Linked DNA regions of Sus scrofa: all the other regions are linked to region 1. A link is a contact called in public HiChIP or PLAC-seq data. All regions are on one chromosome and are shown on one strand. Each heading gives the region's core, a stretch centred on a gene start, on an enhancer-like site or on the middle of the called end of the contact. The rest is flanking DNA. Distances are from core to core; before and after follow the strand shown. Region 1 has its middle 53 kb from the start of SDC2. Region 2 overlaps CPQ (carboxypeptidase Q). Region 3 overlaps CPQ (carboxypeptidase Q). Region 4 overlaps CPQ (carboxypeptidase Q).

Region 1 (2,954 bases), core at 421-2,920:
GCTTTCCCCACTGCACGTTTAAGAAAAGTAAGGCTCAGACGGATTGAGTTGCTGGAGTTTGCACAGCTAGTAATCTGCAGAGCTAGGATCCCGACTCGCATCTGATGCGATCTCAAGGTCATCGATCTCAACTTTTGCAATCTTTTCATGTTGTTCAAATCCCTGCCCTGCTAGTGTAACCTTGAACACTTGTTAAGGATCAGAGCAGAAACTTTTCCAGCCTGTTTTTCTAGTCCCACCTTTGCTACAGATCTCCCTAAAACAATGCACTTTTTCTTATTGGTGTTACATAATCATCCCATTGTTACTACTGCTGGTTAATTCACCTTGAACCCTGGCTGTACATAGCTCTAGGTACTTTCAGCACTTAAATACATTTAATCCTGACACCACTGCAAGAGGAAGGTTGTTTTTTTTTTTTTTTTTTTTTTTTTTTTTTCAATTTCTTGGGCCGTTCCTGCGGCATATGGAGGTTTCCAGGCTAGGGGTCTAATCAGAGCTGTAGCTGCCAGCCTACACCAGAGCCACAGCAACGTGGGATCTGAGCCATCTGCAAGCTACACCACAGCTCACAGCAACGCCGGATCCTTAACCCACTGAACAAGGCCAGGGATCGAACCCGCAACCTCATGGTTGCTAGTCGGATTTGTTAACCACTGAGCCACGACGGGAACTCCTGAGGAAGGTACTTTTAGTAAACCCATTTTACTAAGTGAAGAGATCGAGGCCCAGAGAAGCACCTTAAAACTTGCCCAAGGTTCCATCATTAGCGAGAGACAGCTTGGTATTTAATCCCAGGCAGTCTGGTTCCAGAGCCTATGTTCTCAGCCACTGTGCCACTCTGACGGCCAACAGTGCAGCACACGCCATGTCCCAGTCCGTGGCTGCTGATTCTTTCATTAGCAGAGGGTCTTCAAAGGCCAGGGCTGTGGACTTGATCTCTAATGAGTGTCTACACCTTAATCCTGGCCAGATGTCCTGCAAGCATCTCACAGATCTAGGCCCTTGGTTACCAAGGAGACCAGGTGAGGATGGATCAGTGCCAGTCTGCCAGCACCATGGGGAGAACTGTGCTATAGATAAAAGGTCAGAACTAGCTTCTCCGTGTCATTAAAATACCCATTAAAAGGGATGTTAGTCAGTGAATCTGGCTTATTGCTTCCCCAAGTGCTAAACCTGCTTTACCTGCACAGAATGTTGGCTCTCATATCGGTTGGATTTGTCAAAAGGGTCAAATTCCACACTGGCCATTTTATCAGAAGGGTAAATACTGTGTGTTTAGCTATTTGTTGTCCTCAGATTGAGAGAGTGTTTCTGTGAAAAGCTTTGGAGGTTTTCGGGCAGAGCCTAGTGTCACAAGGGGCTTTAGGGCTCAAAGTCCATTCCCACTGTTTTACAGATAAGAGAGGCCAGGTCGGCAGGCTCTGCTTCCACGCAGCTAACAAATGGCAGACCCAGGGCGGACCTCCCACCTGCCATGAGAGGGCCAACTGCCACTGTGAAATTATGCCTGCCCTAAACTCTTCAAGAATTTATTCGGGCTTCATTGGCAAAGTTCGGGAATCAAAACTGGCTATTTCCTCATTGGAGGAGGAAGAAGGATGTGCTTTCTGGGCAACTAGTCTCTATAGAGTCAAGCTGAAGTGAAGAATTGATCAACTTCCTGGCCGATTTGCTCATCAAGGAAGTTATTTCCTTAAATGTCCACTACACTTTATGTGAATTCTACGTAACTTTGTGTATTTCACTGTTTCCTCTAGACAGACTCATACTGAAGGTTTTTTTTATCCTTTACTTTTTTTTTTTTTTTTTTTGCTTTTTAGGGCCATACCCATGGCATATGGAGGTTCCCAGGCTAGGGGTCGAATCGGAGCTGTAGCTGCCGGCCTACACCACAGCCACAGCAACATGGGATCCGAGCTCATCTGTGACCTACACCACAGCTCACGGCAATGCCGGATTCTTAGCCCACTGAGCGAGGCCAGAGATTGAACCCACAACCTCATGGTTCCTAGTGGGATTTGTTTCCGTTGCACCACAACATGAACTATCCTTTATACTTTTCTAATAGGAATATTGTCACACCATTTAATAGATCTTATATACCAATTATCTTTCAAAAATCTTGGCATGCAAAACAAGTCTGTCATTTTAAAAATAAATTGGTAGTAAGGGGTTTCCATTTGGGATAGTGAAAAAGTTCTGGAACTGGATAATCATGATGGTTGTGCAACATCATGAATGTATTTCATGCTACTTTAAAGTGGCTAAAATGGTAAATTATGTATATTTTCCATAATAAAAAAACAAATATATACAAATATATAAATATATAAAAAACATAAATATCTATACAAACATATAATAATGAATATTATATGTATGTTTATATATGTAAAACATATAAATATATATACATATATAAAGAAACCTAATTATTGGGAATAAGAAAAAATTAGATCAGTTGAAAATGTTATATTTCATCGATTTATTCAATAACTATTTTTCGAGTACCTCCTAGGAATCAGGTGCATATGTGAAACATATTTTTTTTGTCATTTTAGGGCCTCATCTGTGGCATAGGAAGGTTCCCAGGCTAAGGGTCCAATTGGAGCTGCAGCTGCTGGCCTACACCACGGCAACACGGGATCCGAGCCGTGTCTGTGACCTACACCACAGCTCACAGCAATGCCGGATCCTTAACCCACCGAGCAAGGCCAGGGATCGAACCTGCCTCCTTGTGGATGCTAGTCAGATTCATTTCTGCTGAGCCACGATGGGAATTCCTGAAACATTTTTGAAAGTACTTGCTAACTGTAAGCTGTTATGAAATTGTAGGATATATGTTTAACTGTGTCTGTTTGTGGAGTGAGGGCTGGGTATTTTCCCTTCACTCTTCAGCCTACTCCCCCTCGCTTTGTGGTTTGGGGGGCTGTCCACAGGGACTACTGCAT
Region 2 (2,781 bases), core at 14-2,513, 610 kb before region 1:
AGCCTGTGTGAAATGCTTTACAGCTGATCTCATGCAATGCTCATTCTATAAGTGCTCTTGTATCTCTCACTTCACAGATGAGGCAACTGAGGTTTTGTCAGGCTAATTAACTTCCCCAAGGTAACCTAGCTGGTAAGTGGTGTAGCCAGAATTCAAACCCAGAGGTCTGCCTCCCCACGTCTGTGCTCTCAACCCCTCCACTGCCCTGTCTACTGAAGCTTATTCCCAACTGTCAGGCCACAAATCCTCACTTTGAATTCAAGAACTACAAAGGCTGTAGTGAAACTAATGTCCAGTGTTTAAATTTTCTTTGCATGATCACAATATAGGGTCTGCTTGCATAGAATTTATTATCCCTGCTAATTAAGTAATTTGATTAAGCAAAGAGAAGAACAAGAACAAAAACAAAAACAAAAGCAAGAACAAAACTCTTGCTCCATCACTTCCTTCCAAGTAAGAATAAAAAGCCTAAAATAATAAAACATCTTTTCAACCGAATTGGACAGGATGTGTAGATGTCAGTAAACCAGAATTCTGGCAGAGGTAAAGACATGTGTGATTTCTATTCATGTAGAATTTTATTAGCTGCTGCTAACCTGATGGCAGCATTCTTTTGTTTTCTATTTATATATAAACATCTCCATATGTTTTCAATAAAGAACTAAGAAAACAAACCACCCACCGTCCATGACACTGCTTTTTCTCCTCATTTATGGAGTCATTGTCTAATCGTTAGCACATGGCCAAAGAGCTGGGAAAACAAAATATGTCTGCACAAAGAAATCAGAATGAATGAGCTGGGTCACTGGGCTCTTAGATCCACTGCTTCTCAGGAATGTGTTGTCACAAACATCCGTGTTACTTGCTCTGCCATGATTCTTTGGGGACACACTCAGTGTAGATTTCAAAAGCTGATTATAGCTGGTGACAGCGAAGCAGAGCCATGCTGGTTTCACTCAAGCCTCTTGAGCATACATAACAAGATATCCGTTCTCCTGTTTACAGGGTGGAGGAAGAAACCTTCTTCTAGAGACTGAATGCATTATTGGTGAGGCAGCTAGCACCGATCGAGACAGACAGGAAAATGAGGAGGCTGAGAAGCTCAGTGATGAGCTCAGATATCATCTGCAAACTCCCACTCTGCTCTCTTAATAAAGAGAAACATCTCTTTATTAGGATCCATGGAAACTGTCATTCATTGCCAGGTAATGGACCTAATGCAATGTAGAGAAATGCTCCTGGCTAACCTCCTAGGTTGGGATCAGTGGATTAGTTAATATCCGCTCAGAGTTGAGGATTCCCAGGACTTTGTTTTGCGCTGGAGCCACATCCTATCACACTTCTTCTTCTTCTTCTTTTTTTTTTTTTAAAGGGTCAGCTAACTCTGCCAAAGAGCAATTTGGTAACCATTAGCATTCTTTGGGTGCAACGCAAGACGAAAAAGAAGAACAGTGTTTAAAATACATATTGCATGTTTTCAAATGCTTACTTCCTAATATAAACACGAGGATGATGTTTGTGTTTTTGCATTTATAAAATTCCAGATTCATAAAATTATAAAAATTCCTTCTTCAGAAACCTAGACCCAAATCCAACATCTCCCCTCCTACCACATTTGGCTTCCTTTTTGTTTTAGAGTTTTTATTTTCTCATAACCTAGGTAACCTGTCTTTGGTTTGGACCTAAAGTGACATTGTAATCCCAAAATCAAATGAAAAGAAAAAGAGACTCTTAATTATTTGAGTTAATCGTGTAGCCTCCTCAGTTCCATCTCCAAAGAAGTAAAAACTCCACCCTGAAAGGGGTAATTAGTCGCAGTACCACTTTCCTGCTCTGGTAAATGTTACTATTTTACAAATGATGGTGGTAAAGTTCACAAAAGGAAATCATTCCATGAGACCATGTGCTGAGTTGCCAGAATCATCTTCTCTAGCGCTGCCATTGTGGCTGGAATTCCCTGGAGCTGGAGGTGAGTGCCTCACAGGGCTTTAGCTCTGTATTTACCCATGGTGATTGGATGATAGGCAAAGAGGTTTCTCCTCGCTGTGCAAAATCAAGAATAATTTTACTTTCTGGTCAGGTCTACCCTGGGATTCAGACTTTTATTTCTGACTCTCTAGCATTCAGTCTTGAACAGCCTTGGGGACCCAGGGAGAGCTAGGAAAGCGACGATGACAGGGTGGAGGGCCATAAGTTATTTTTATTTGACAGCTAAACTGGCTGCAGCTCTGGGGAATGGGCAGTCTTGGGTTAGCTACATGAGTACTAAAATTACAGACACCTATTGTGGTTTGGCCACCATGCTGCCTGGAGACGGGGACAGAATAACTGGCTTCCAGAGGTCCCTTTCCAGCGCTATCATTCTATGAGTGTGCACAGTAGGTTTCTCTTGCCAGACAAGCCTGTGTTTTCAGGCAATTCAATTTTCTCAGTGCCTTCCGAAGCACTCTAGATCTCAGTGAATTCTCCTCTTGAGCTGGTTAAGGCCCATAGATGGCCCTTAATCTTATGGAAAACACATAATCCCTCTATAAATGTCACTATGGTAACGAGAGCGAGTTGGAAGGCTGAAAAGATGGCATAAAAACATAAGAAATAAGAACTTTATTTGTATTCTATAGGAGATATTAACAGTATTCACATTTCTTTTAGGACTAAAAACAACTCAATATCCAGGGTATTTGGTAGACAGACTTAAAAAAAGGGCTTACATGGCAACTTGCTGTCAATCTCAGCTTTTAATTTTATTCCTGCATGTTGAAGCAACATAAATCAAGAGTT
Region 3 (2,811 bases), core at 247-2,746, 640 kb before region 1:
TTATGCGTCCAATTCTCAATCCTTGGAGAGCCGAGCACAAAAGTGTTATATAAGAGCTATCGGAGGAGAATTTTGTTCCTTTCAGAATGCTCAGCCTGATACAAGAGAAAAAGAAAAAGAACAAAGGAGCAAGGAGGCTTTGACACACCCCCAGGAGTAGAAGGAGGAGCTTACCAGGTGCTTTCCCCACCTGTTCATGAAGCCTCACACCTTATGGTGTTGGGGAGCCTCCAAGTATTGGATCTGAACAGGCTTTAAAGTAGAAGCAAAGAAATCACCAGGCAAATGGGTTCCCTTAGAGATTTCATATTCTGATGGGTGGTTTAACCTCTCAGTAGGCTTAGTCCTTACAAAGAATCTGGAAAAGAAGAGGGGCCACTGTCTGTGGCCAGGGTACCAAGTATCAAGTGAGAGTTCAGTCTCCGTGGTTATCTAAGCCGCTCAGTGGCAGCGCAGGGGCCCTCCCTGCACCCCTTGAGGAAGGTCCCTCTCTACTGAGTGTTTCTGCAGAAGTTCCTGTTGGAAAAGAAGAGCACCCCTCCCACACTATTCTATGTCTATGTGAAAATGAACATTTCATAGGCGTCACACCTTAAGGTCCTGAGGATAACCGCAGTTGACAAGAGATTTCAGACAGATTTCAAAGGTAATGGGGGTTAGAACTAAATGTCGCACAGTTTTCTACTGAGTTTTCATCCTGCTTACTTTCTCCTCAGTTAAGAAAACCTCCTGGAACATGAGCTGCCTTTTCTCATAATTTTAGCAGCCCATGATTTCAGTATCATGAGTCAGTGCCAGGTGGTATACATATGTGTGTGTATAAATGAACAAAGAAATTATAAAATGGTAGGAATCATGTGCCTTGTTGGTTATTGATTCTAAGGGTTCTTGCAGCTTATCTGGCTGCAAGGAGTTCAGATAGGTCTGATATTTTATGTCCCTCTGTCAACCATCTATTCCACCCTTGAGTAGACTTTGGCCATAATTTTATATCCTCTTGCTCCTCCTTATAATTTCCTACTAACCTATAGTTTCTTGGGGAGGGATCTTTCCTCACTCTTCCTACTGTTCCTAAATCCCTAGATGTCCCTAATGCGTAGGTTCTTAAATGTTAGGGACATATAACTTGAGATCAGATAAACTGATCACATCACACACAATGGCAAAGCTTAATAATTCTCCATCCATTTCCCAAGTGTCAGGAGAGCACTGAGTGTAAAGCACCTACGCTGAGAAATGTTCACAACAACAAAAATCATACTGCTCTAAAACTGATTTTACCCAACAAAGACATTTGAACTGGAAACGGAGAAAGCAGCCGTTGACATCTGGGAACTTGTGTGACACCTACAGGTAGACGGCAGGGTGGTCGAAGATGCCAGACCATCTTGTGCTCCAGCTGGACGGGTAACGAATCTCATGGGACACCAGCATCAGATAAGGGCATTCTGTGACTGATGAAGCAAGCCAAAACAGGCCATTTCATAGTTTTGCCCAGACTAAAACAAAGTCACTGTGCAAACCACAAAATACTAAACATCCCCTTTTTGGCGTCATATGAGTGACGGCTGCTTCTTTCACGCATTACAACATCAGTCTCCATTGAGTTTGCCCTCCATAGACAGGAGATTTAAGATGCCCAGTCATTAAATTATCCCCCTTCCAGAGAGCGACCAAGCTAGAGTAAAGCCTTGCTTCCCTGGACCCATCCAAACCCTGCCCTAACCAAAACCCAAATCTTCCAAGTCCTTTTTGACATCCTTTGATTGAGATGCCTCCTGGGTCCTCATGGGATGCGTCCTGCCTCACTGCAAGGAGTTATAAGAGTGATAAACCTGCCTTGCTCCACCACAGGCATTCCCCTGGCCGTTGACAAAGCTGCAAGAAGTGACTCTTGCAGCTGTGAAGTGACCAGAAAGGGTGATGTGGCTAAAACAAGAGGGAGGTTTCCCTGGTGAGGGTGGGCAAGGATGCTTCCTTTAAACATTCCGATTCCAAAGAAGCATTGAGGAGTTCCCGTCATGGCTCAGCGGTTAACGAACCTGACCAGTATCCATGAGGTTGCGGGTTCAATTCCTGACTTTGATCAGTGGATTAAGTATCTGGTGTTGCTGTGAGCTGTGGGGTAGGTCACAGACACAGCTTGGATCCTGCATTGCTGTGGCTGTGGTGTCAGCTGGCAGCTATAGCTCCTATTCGACCCATAACCTGGAAACCTCCATATGCCGAGGTTTTGCCTAAAAAGACAAAAAAAAAAAAAAAAAAAAGGAAAACAAACAAACAAAGAAGCATTGAGAACTTCCCCTCACTCAGTCTTTCTCTCTTGCATGTAGTCTTGTATTGAGGCACCCACACACTGACTCATGAGTGGGGAGGCTTTGTGGTTTAACCTGACTTTTAATCCCATATCTCATTTTAGGCTGGCTCAGCGGCTGTTTGCTATTGTTGGCGAGTCGAGTACGGTTGACCTCCTGGGTTCTGAGCGTGGGAAAGTAAGAGTTCCAAGGGCACCAGTTCAAGGGTGGTGTAGACAGGCAATCTGGCATCTCAATATCGTTAGAGAAATGAATTGAGACAGGATGACAGTAAACGTGGAAGTTAGAGGCAGTGTCTCTGAGGAAACAGGTTTACAAACCATCATCCCAAACTGAGGGAAGTTATTCTAAAACACAAGGGCAATGCTTCATTTTCTACGGGTGTTTGGTTTCTGGAAATCTGTTACTTAGGTAACGACACTACCTCAGAGAAATTAGTTTATTTTCACAAGTTGTGCCTCAACATTTGTCAGAACATCAGCATTGGGGGATAGAA
Region 4 (3,037 bases), core at 308-2,807, 540 kb before region 1:
TCTTTCAGGGTTTTTTTTTTTTTTTTTCTATTTACCAAAGTAACATGTTTGTTACACAAAAATCGAATGTTATATAAGTATATCCAGTAAAAAGAGTATCTCCTGCCATTCTGCAAATGCTCCATTCCCCCCAAAATCCCAAGCCTGTTTCTGTCAACTGTTTCCTCCTCATTTTTAATGACGTGCAAGACAGGAAGCGCTATACTCTGCTGGGAATTCTTCACTGCGCCCCCTTTCCATCAAGGATTTCTATTTATCTTTATAAAAGAAAGCTCAAAGATCACCTTCACGAAGGTGCCCTGACTCAGCCAAGCCTCACCGCTCCCTTCCTTCATGAGCTGCCCAAAGTAATCTGCACACACTTCAATTAAAGAGCTGATAACAATTTCACTGCAATTTTTGAATTAAACATCTCTCCCACTTCAAAGACTTCAAGGACTATGTCTCCTTCCTCTTTGTTACAAAGTACCTGGCACACTTGACATGCAATCAGTACACAGTTAATATTTGTTGAGTGAACAAGTGAAGAAATATATAAATAAAATATTTTTCTAACACGTAGATTTTCAAGCTTTATAAAAATTACAGTCAAGATGCTTATATTTAATGCTTCTCTAAAAAGATGTTTCACATATATCTCACATTGCAACGACCATGTAGTACTGCTAATTCTAATTTTTGCCCCTTGTGTAGGCTTGAAAACTTAAAATTCCAACTTCACAGAAAATGGTAAAGTTGGAAGAATTTTGGGATGGATGGTGGTTTATTATTTATGTGCCAAATGCACATTTTGAAGCATAACATCTTTGGCCATAGGCTTTGTCCACTGACACCAGAACATTCCATGAAATGACATTTCAAATAAACAGTTTCATGTCCAGTAAACCACAAACACAAAAAAGCATTCAACAGCATTTCACAGCAAATAGCCTTCTGTTGACAGTTACTTAGGAATGACTGATTTTATTTGCAAAGCACAGATACCTCTTCTGTTAGATTAACTGAATATGGTTTTAGCTGATGGCTTGGGCAAAAGAGTGAATCTACAATGAGTAGTGAAAGAAGTGAACAAAGGGGAAGAGACGTGAAGGATGACTCTTAGAACAATATTCCTAAATATCAGAAAGTCCCACTGGACCAACACTTCAAATTAACAAGCCCCACTGAGGGACTTTGACATGCATTCTGCATGACATATTGTCCAAGGAACAGCAGCCAAAAGGAGTCTCACTTTTCTTGGAAAAATAGATTGCCATAGAGAGTTCATATGTCACCAACCAAATAGTTTGGGCTCAATGTAATTAAGTAATATAATTATGAACCCATTTTGTGGCCTCTAGCCCAAAGTCCTATTTCTTACTCAAGTATGTCAGAAGTTTCATCTAGAATGCATATGTCTATGTCAGATCTAGTTTTTCATATTAAAACACATGGACAATCTACAAAAAGAACTTGACAATCTAATTCTAATTTTAAAATTAAAGAGTAAGACTTAGTGAGTGCAATCGCAGGATATGAGGTATCTCGTGGGTTCTGTGCATTCAGCGTAAGTAGGAAGTGGAAGCAGGAAGTGTGCACTTAGCGAGTAGGAAGTGGAAGCAGGAAGTGACCAGGAGAAATTCAGACTCTTACAAATTTAGTATGAAAGTGGAAAACAAGTGAAGGAGGTCAGTGGATTTCCATCATACAAGGGGTGGTGACTTAAATAATAAAGGGAAAGGATATATAGGGATATCATAGCAGCTGGCCCTGGAGTTATATCAGTACAACTAATACATTGAGTTAGAAGGCAAAGCAATCACTAAGTGGGTGGGAGTTAAAAATATAGATGTATTATATATATAATATATATTATATACACACATTTCATATATATACATACATATATAATACATATAATCCTCTCCTACATAAAAAATATGGTACTGTCAGAGTCATGCTTAGTAAATGACAAAAGTTAAAATTTATGGAGTATTAGGATTGGGTTAGGCACTGTTTTAATTATTAAGGGAATTGATTATTTAATTTTCAAATCAACATTATGAGATAGGAACTATTATTACCTCCAATTCACAGATGAGAAAACAGCCACAAAAAGGCAAAGTAACCTGCTTAAGACCACCTGCTACTAAATTGCAGAGCTGGGATTTGAACCCAGACAGTCTGGTTTCAGAGGTTTTGTTTTGCTTTTTTTTTTTTTTACAGTATGCCATGCTGCCTCTTAACACCTACTCAAAAGAAATATTCCTCTTTATTTTAGAGTTTTATTCATGTTTATATAGCTTTTCAGAACGCTATCGGAGAGTTAAGCCCTGAATTGATGGAGACAGATTACTAGCTATCAAAAGCAACTGAAGTCAATGTACTTTCAGAGCTGGAAAAAGATACTCAATTCACCTTTGCATGCTGTTTGACATTTACTCATGCAATTGAATTCAACTCAATTAACAGTGATTTAGGGTCCCATGCTGAGTACTAAAGAAGTAAGATTCCAAGCCTAGAGAGGCACAATTTTTATTCCAATCTAGAGTGGATAAAATACTCTGGAAGCTAGCAGTTGAACAGAAATGGAGAAAACAAAGTCCAGGGAGTTCAAATGACCTTCCAGGGGCCAAAAAAGTAATTTGTGGCATAGAATGACCTAAAAATCCCACTGAGATGGGTCCAGCTCTCCTTTTACACTACCACTCTGCCTGCAGTCAAGCTGGTGGGAACCCATTAAAATAAAATTAACTTTCAAATAAATATCTGTGTCCTAGGAAGAGGAAAATGGTACCTGCCTGCTTCATCTCTAGGGCCCACTTCATTCTGGAATGAAGTTATGACAGAGAGAACAGATAGCCACAGGAATACTTTTTTTAAAGGGAGAGGAGGAAAGAATTCACATACAGAGTCTCCCAGATCTTCCCTGAAGGACTGAGTGTTTTTCGGTTTTATTTGGTGGACAATGGCTCTCGTGCAAACCTTACCCAATTCTACAAGCAGACTTGTTATCATGCCTTTAGTAATAACTATGTGTGTAGGTACATATGTACGT

What was found. HiChIP or PLAC-seq counts read pairs in DNA pulled down with a chosen protein or histone mark.
Region 2: an H3K27ac HiChIP or PLAC-seq map of alveolar macrophages shows a contact between it and region 1. The contact joins two enhancer-like sites.
Region 3: a contact with region 1 is called in an H3K27ac HiChIP or PLAC-seq map of alveolar macrophages. The contact joins two enhancer-like sites. A contact is called at or near these places in 1 of 47 Hi-C or Micro-C datasets (embryonic fibroblasts) and 1 of 2 datasets of contacts at active chromatin or transcription factors (alveolar macrophages).
Region 4: a contact with region 1 is called in an H3K27ac HiChIP or PLAC-seq map of alveolar macrophages. The contact joins two enhancer-like sites. A contact is called at or near these places in 1 of 47 Hi-C or Micro-C datasets (liver) and 1 of 2 datasets of contacts at active chromatin or transcription factors (alveolar macrophages).

What each region holds. Positions count from the first base shown.
Region 1 is chr4:40,181,456-40,184,409 of Sscrofa11.1, forward strand. No RefSeq gene overlaps it. Among named protein-coding and RNA genes, the nearest start is that of SDC2, 53 kb to the left of the region's middle. Within about 2 kb of position 1,671, at least 4 of the 83 cell types and tissues checked have an H3K27ac peak or open chromatin away from gene starts, as enhancers often do. A contact at or near this core is called in alveolar macrophages, where this site is marked.
Region 2 is chr4:39,567,743-39,570,523 of Sscrofa11.1, forward strand. All of the region lies in intron 6 of CPQ (carboxypeptidase Q), which reads right to left. Among named protein-coding and RNA genes, the nearest start is that of TSPYL5, 210 kb to the left of the region's middle. Within about 2 kb of position 1,264, at least 9 of the 83 cell types and tissues checked have an H3K27ac peak or open chromatin away from gene starts, as enhancers often do. A contact at or near this core is called in alveolar macrophages, where this site is marked.
Region 3 is chr4:39,540,560-39,543,370 of Sscrofa11.1, forward strand. All of the region lies in intron 7 of CPQ (carboxypeptidase Q), which reads right to left. Among named protein-coding and RNA genes, the nearest start is that of TSPYL5, 180 kb to the left of the region's middle. Within about 2 kb of position 1,497, at least 1 of the 83 cell types and tissues checked has an H3K27ac peak or open chromatin away from gene starts, as enhancers often do. A contact at or near this core is called in alveolar macrophages, where this site is marked.
Region 4 is chr4:39,638,099-39,641,135 of Sscrofa11.1, forward strand. The region is part of intron 4 of CPQ (carboxypeptidase Q); the gene reads right to left. Among named protein-coding and RNA genes, the nearest start is that of CPQ, 220 kb to the right of the region's middle. Within about 2 kb of position 1,558, at least 2 of the 83 cell types and tissues checked have an H3K27ac peak or open chromatin away from gene starts, as enhancers often do. A contact at or near this core is called in alveolar macrophages, where this site is marked.